2 separate regions of the Mus musculus genome follow, and region 1 is linked to region 2. A link is a contact called in public Hi-C data. All regions are on one chromosome and are shown on one strand. The core of a region is the stretch at or near the end of the contact, and the rest is flanking DNA. Distances in the headings are between cores, read along the strand shown.

What was found. Hi-C and Micro-C count contacts between places; a contact is called where the count stands out from the background.
Region 1: a contact with region 2 is called in a Hi-C map of cerebellum, with 2.2 times the contacts expected there. The contact joins two enhancer-like sites. A contact is called at or near these places in 11 of 39 promoter capture datasets (the 3T3-L1 cell line, the C10 cell line, the HPC-7 cell line and 7 more), 6 of 15 datasets of contacts at CTCF or cohesin (the NIH/3T3 cell line, hippocampal excitatory neurons, large pre-B cells and 2 more), 163 of 484 Hi-C or Micro-C datasets (the 3T3-L1 cell line, 3T3-L1-derived adipocytes, the AML12 cell line and 84 more), 21 of 115 datasets of contacts at active chromatin or transcription factors (the HPC-7 cell line, the NIH/3T3 cell line, PVALB interneurons and 16 more) and 2 of 9 other capture datasets (adipose tissue and liver).

Annotation. Positions count from the first base shown.
Region 1 is chr1:167,219,284-167,222,394 of GRCm38.p6, reverse strand. No RefSeq gene overlaps it. Among named protein-coding and RNA genes, the nearest start is that of Gm46170, 46 kb to the left of the region's middle. Within about 2 kb of position 1,369, at least 41 of the 459 cell types and tissues checked have an H3K27ac peak or open chromatin away from gene starts, as enhancers often do. A contact at or near this core is called in ECoMG-derived neutrophils, bone marrow-derived macrophages, cerebellar granule neurons and 2 more, where this site is marked.
Region 2 is chr1:166,792,165-166,795,555 of GRCm38.p6, reverse strand. No RefSeq gene overlaps it. Among named protein-coding and RNA genes, the nearest start is that of Gm33404, 61 kb to the left of the region's middle. Within about 2 kb of position 1,720, at least 59 of the 459 cell types and tissues checked have an H3K27ac peak or open chromatin away from gene starts, as enhancers often do. A contact at or near this core is called in ECoMG-derived neutrophils, bone marrow-derived macrophages, cerebellar granule neurons and 2 more, where this site is marked.

The DNA of each region.
Region 1 (3,111 bases), core at 120-2,619, 430 kb before region 2:
ACAAAGTGTTGGAGTGAGGCACCATGTGGGTGCTGGGACCCAAACCTGGATCCTCTGAAAGAGCAGTAAGTGCTCTGAACTACTGAGGCATCGCTCCAGCCTTTCTATTCTTGCTTGATTATTTATTGATTGATTGATTGGTTCTTTGAGGTAAGAGTCTTGCTATATAGCCCTGTGCCATGTTGACCAGAATGGCCTCTGAACTCAGAGAGATCCACCTGCCTCAGCCTCCCAAGTGCTGGGATTAAAGGCACACACAATCACATCCAGCTTATTCCTGTTTTTAAAAGACCTACATCCAGGGCCTTTCACACAACTGGCTTTTGCTCTTTGTCGTTCCTGACAGTTCCCATGTCTTAGCTTCCCTTCATCTCTACTTCTCATCCTGTCTTTCCAGATGCTTGCTTTTTGCTAACCCTGGAACTAGGCAGGCCTCTGGATAGGAGCCTCAGCAGTGTCCCCTCTTTCCCTAGGGTGGTTTTGCTGGTGAGGCAGGGCAGTGATGCTGCTCTTAATTCTTTCTATGTGTATGGCTGTTTTGCCTTCATGGTATATCGGTACCGCTTGTTTGCATGGTATCCTCAGGCCAAAAGAGGGCATCAGATGCCATGGAATTGAAGTCACAGGTAGTTGTGAGTCTCCCAGTTTTAGCTCCAGATTAACATTGCTTTAATGAAGCCATCAATGGGCTGGCTTGCAGACAATGGCTTCAATACAAGGAGTAGAGAGAGGGTCTTGGAACATGGCATTGTAGGCTTCAAGAGACTAGGGTAGGTGGATTCCTTCACGATATGCTGGGGGTGTTTAGGTGCTTTAAGGCGGATCTAAAGTTTAAGTTAATGGCACATACCTGTGACCCCAATATTAAGCTGAGGCAAGATGACAAATTTGAAGTCATCTTGGGTCACATACAAAGACCCTATCTCAGAAAAATCCCTCCCAATCGCCCCTTCGCCACCACAAAGAGAACAATTTAAGAGGTCATTTTCTCGACTGGGGATGTTTCTTGGTACCAAAGCACCTGCCTAGCATAAGCAAGAGGTCCAGGCTCAATCCCCAACATTGCAAAACCGAAACTATGAGCTAGCTGTTACCCTAGTCTTGCGTGTATACTTACATACATATTTCAATAAACCATGAGCTAAAATAACATGGGAACCCATTAGAGACAGGACTAAGCCCTGGTATATACATCTTAGGAACATAAAACTACCCTCTATGTAAACACCACATCTACCCTGGGCCCTGACTTGTACTGTTTGGATTCAGTGGCTCCAAGGACTTGTGTGTTGAGTTCTGACTGTCCTGGCTGGGGCAAGCCAGCACCTGGTGACAGCTCCCCTGCCTGGACGGGATGCTCATCACACGTGTGCATTTCAGAGGAGCCCTCCCAGTGCCATCTGCTTCCTCTGAAGTAAACGGCCTCCATTGTAAAATCACACTAGATTTTTCCTGTGTTTGTTATGTGTTCACTCATACTTAAACAGACAGACAGACAGACAGACAGACAGACAGACAAACACCCCTCCAAAAAGCAAACCAAACCTGTGAAGGATGCTAAGAAATGTGCTGGTTCTCCGGGATCACTGGAAAACTGAATTCAGCTGCTGCAAAGGTCTAACCTAAATGACAGGAAGTCTGGTGTGTGTCTGCCATCTAGTGGTGGGGATTCAGACGGCAGCAGGAGTGGGTGGCTTCAGTTCCTGGACAGCCATTTGACTGGCTATTGATATTTAAGAGATGTATACTCAGGTGCTATTAAAAGTATTAACTACTAATATGACTTTAAAAAAATATTTAAGCCTCCACTAGAGCACATAGAAACTAACTCCCTTAATTTCTCCATGGCAACAATTGTGAGTGGATTGGGATGGGGGGAGGGAGTGTGGATGTGTGTGTGGATGGGTGTGTAGGTGTGAGTGTATATGTGTGTGTGTAGGCTAGAAGTTGTCAAGTGTCTTCCTCAATCACTCTCTTCTTCCTCTTCCTCCTCCTCCTCCTCCTCCTCTTCTTCTTCTTCCTTTCTTCTTCTCCTCTTCTTCTTCTTTCTCTTCTTCCTCTTCTTCCTCTCCTCCTCCTCCTCCTCCTCCTCTTCTTCTTCTTCTTCTTCTTCTTCTTCTTCTTCTTCTTCTTCTTCTTCTTCTTCTTCTTCTTCTTCCTCTTCCCCTCTTCCTCTTCCTCCTCCTCCTCCTCCTCCTCCTCCTCCTCCTCCTCTTCTTCTTCTTCTTCTTCTTCTTCTTCTTCTTCTTCTTCTTCTTCTTCTTCTTCTTCTTCTTCTATTATTATTATTATTGATAATATCCCACTATGTAGACCAGGCTGGTCTCTAACTCACAGAGACCTGCCTCCTGCCTTCTTGGGTGCTGGGGTTAAAGGTGTGTATCATCACGTCATCCTATACCATTTATTTATTTATTTATTAGGTGTGTATCATCACGTCATCCTATACCATTTATTTATTTATTTTAGAGGGGTTTCTCTCATGTGGCTAGAGACCACAGGTTCTGTAAGGTGGCATGTCCCTGCCCACGAAATGGATGTGTGCTGTAGGATCCAGAGGATTCTGGGACTGCATTCAGGCCCTCATGCTTGTATGGCCACCTCCCCAGCCCCAAGGCTACAGCTGTTTCTACTACAGTAGTTTTTACAGGCTGCTATCATCAGCTGTCTATGTGCATGTGTGCACATGTGTGTGGTTATTATTATTTTAAAAGCATCACTGGGATCTACCCTGAGAACTCTGAGCCTGTAGACCTGGAAGAGGATCAGTGATAACAGGTTGTTGGGGTGAGGTGGATCAGCTCTACAGGGAGGGTTGGAACCCCAGGACCTACCTTGTGCATTTTTACCCATAGGGACCCTCACACCCTGGTGTTCCTAGCACTTGTAATGCTGCCTCTCCCAGACATGTCCCAAGCATTGCAGATGGGGACTGGAAAGGTAAAATTCACTGCAATTAAGGGAAGAGAGAAGGAGCCACTGGAGTCCTTTCATTCTTTCAGTTAAAAGCAGACCGTGGGGAGATGCCACTTGTCTCCATAGATGCCACCCCACACCAGCTCTGTTTTGCACAACAGTTCCTGGAGAGCAGGGAGTGTGTCTGCATCACTG
Region 2 (3,391 bases), core at 471-2,970:
AAGGAAAGATTGAGAAAGATGGAGCAGTGGGCCTTAAACCTACCTTTCTTTATGCCTAGGATTATTTTCTCTCTGTAAAGTAGACGTGCCAGAAGTCACTTTACAGTCCAGCAGGCTCCAGCTAGAAGCTGAGAGTTGGATATGTGAGCAACTTTCAAACTTGTCCTATTTTTCTGTGGCTCATTTTGTGCTTTTTCCAACTTCTTCTTGTGTTGTTTCTCTCTCTCTCTCTCTCTCTCTCTTTTAAGAAAATTTGGTTATTGAATAATTGTTAGCACATAGCTTGTAGCTGATGCTCTCCCTGGAGGCTTTCCACTTTGCTTGGTAATAGTCAATCAGCATGCTTCCCTCCCGACCACATTAACATCCGAGATGGTGAGATAAACAAGCTCATTAAAAAGCAAGTTGCTACGTGAAGCAAACACCTTAGAGTGATAAGGCTCGGCATCCTTCGTGGTGGGCCCAGGGAAACAGTATTAGCAACCTGACAGTGGTCTGTGTCTAAGGGAAGAGCTCAGAAGGAAGCCGTGGAATTATTCAGTCAGCCTTCTCCATTTCTAACACCACGGGGAAACAGCAGGCCAATGCCCTCAGAGAAGATCGTTAGGACGGCACACTTACTGGAGAATATTCTCATTCACATAGCAGGACGTTGCCCATTCGTTCAACATTTATTGAGTCTACGTGACAGGCACCATGCTGGGATCTGGGCCTCTACGGACAAATAAGATACCATCTTGGCCACAAGAGGGCTCCTCCTCTGCTGAGTGAGGCTTCTGATGGGTAAACAGCCACAGGGAAAGGGTTAGTGCATAAGGCCTTTGAAGAAAACAGGAAAAAAAGATGGAATTAACTTGACTAGGGATGGAGACAACTGTTCGGGGACTGTATCCTCTGTCTTGACTTCAGGAGCAGTTAATACAGCATCAAGTGCGTAGTATAACTAAAAGCTTTGCTAAGCTCGTCTTGCCTTCTACACTAAACTCGTTGGTGAAACATTTTACCAGGGACCATGTGATGTGACACAGCTGAAGAGTTGAATCGATTCCCCACACCCCAAGATGGGTAGAAACTTAAGTGTACACAGCATCCAAGCTGCTCATGGTGTCCTGGGCTAAATGCCTGACTGACATGGTTCGGGATTCCAGGAGGGCAGGCTACTGAGAACTAACTTGTGTTGACAATGGGCATATGTGACCTTGACAGGTCTAAGATGGAATTTGTGAGATTTCGGGTTGAGCTGATCTGATTGTTGAGTAAATTTGGAGGTTCAAGGCTTACTTTCCCTCTTTGACTAGAAGAGGAATTCAAATATCTCTTGCTCTATAAAAGGAAGTATGAGAAAGTTAACCCTTATAAAATATATATTACCAGCTTTGCAATTCTGACTGCTGTTCAGTTCTTTTAATTTTCCAAAGTTCCCATAAAGGCAGGTTTTCCTCATTCTTTTAAGTCTGTGTCTTAGTCTGAGTCTTAGTGAAAGGAATTTGGTGTTCTAGTTAGCTTTGAGAACTAAAACTAGCCACTAAAGACATAAGAGGTGAGGAGGGTGGAACTGAGATCTGGCTGACCTTCCCAGCAAACATCCCACAGACCGAGCCTGGGTCTGGGCAGCCTTTTGGTTCTCAGTTTGCTTCACAGGTGGCTGCAGCTCCAGCCATGTCCTTGGGTGTCCTTGGAGTACCATTTGGCTGGTGAGTCAGGATTCTTGGCAGGCCTGTACCAGTCTGTGATTCAGTTCTAGGGGATTGTTGTAACAGGACCTCTTGTCAAGAGAAGAACAGCCAGTCCCCAGGTCTCAGTGTCACTTTAGAAAGAAAGGGGTCATCAGATGTTTGTATAAGTGCATTATCCGCTAAAGAAAGCTTCTATGTTGGCTAAGTTCTTCAGAAAAAAAAATTTTTTTTGCTTGTCCTTTTCTGAGCTGGTGTTGGTTCTGTTGATCTGGATTGAGGCCTGAGACTGGATCTTTCCCAGGAGGCTGTGGGAGGTATTGTTGTGTCTCTTCTCTAGGCAGCATTATACCCACAACTGTGTCCAGCTCTCCAGAGATAGCTCCTAAGAATTTCTTGAGTGATTATGTTCAACAACAACCAGAAAAGGCTACCAGTGCAGTTCTGTGAGATCACCGTGGGCTGTGGGTTCAAGAGAAGTGTGCCAAATGGGAGACTCTATTTCAGAAGGTTATGGAACCTTGAAGAGGCAGAGCCTCACTGCAGGACGTGGGCTGCTGGAGATGAACCTTGAGGTTTCTGTCTGAGCTCTACTTCCTGTCAGCTCTCTGCTTCCTGACTCAGATGCAATGTGACCATCTGCCTCGTGTGCCCACTTCCCTGCCTACCCTCTGTGGTAGACTGTATCCCTTCTTAAACCATGAGCCCAAAATACCCTTCCTTCTTTAATTTGCTTCTGTCGGGTGTTTGGTTACAACAATGAGAAACATAATTAATATAAATGACCTCTATTGGGAACAGAAGTTCGGTGATCCTGATACCACTCATGTGCCCCACTGTGTCCCATTATCACCTATAGGGCCTTGTCCCCCGATAGAAGTGGAGGTCATGTTGTTTGGATTTTATAAATCGGTAGATTTACAGTCTTGGAATTAAGTCCCACTTGCTCATGCTGGATCTCTATGCTAGCTATCACTGGGAATGACTTTTGCTTTGTTGTTGCATTTGCTTTCAGGTTCCTAAGTACACACGGGTCTGCAGTTTGTTTCCTTACAGCGTTGAATGTGGTCAGTACAATGATGGCATAAAACAAGTTGGGAGGTGCTTCGTGAAGCAGTTGGTATAAAATTGATGTAACTTCCTCCCTAAATGCTTGGCAGAACTCATGAAGTAAGCCACACAAATGCGAAGCTTTAGCTGGAGAGAGAATTGAACTACAGATTAAATTTCTTTCCTAAAGTTCTGATTATTGAGATTATTTCTGTTGAACAATTTTGGTTGTTTGTATCTATCTAAGTATTGATCCATTTCACCTTAGATTTCAGAATTATTAGCATGCGCTTGATAGATTTGTACTGGTAATGGGAGGTACAGTGGTATCTTGATATTGGCAATGCCACTCTTGATATTAGTAATTTGTGTTTTTATCCATTTTTAAAAAAAAGCTTCACTAAGTTTCATTGATTCACTCTATTGCTTTTCAGATCGTTCAATTTCAAATCATTGATTTTTGTCATGATCTTTATTATTGCCTTCTGCTTGGTTCAGATTCAATTTACTCTTTGTTTTGTTTTCCTAAGGTGGAAATTTGTATCAGATTCACTTGTGTTCTTCTGTCTCTGTCTTTTTCTCTGTCTCTGTCTGTCTCTGTCTGTCTCTCTGTCTCTGTCTCTGTCTGTCTGTCTGTCTGTCTGTCTCTATGTCTCTCTCTCTCTCCC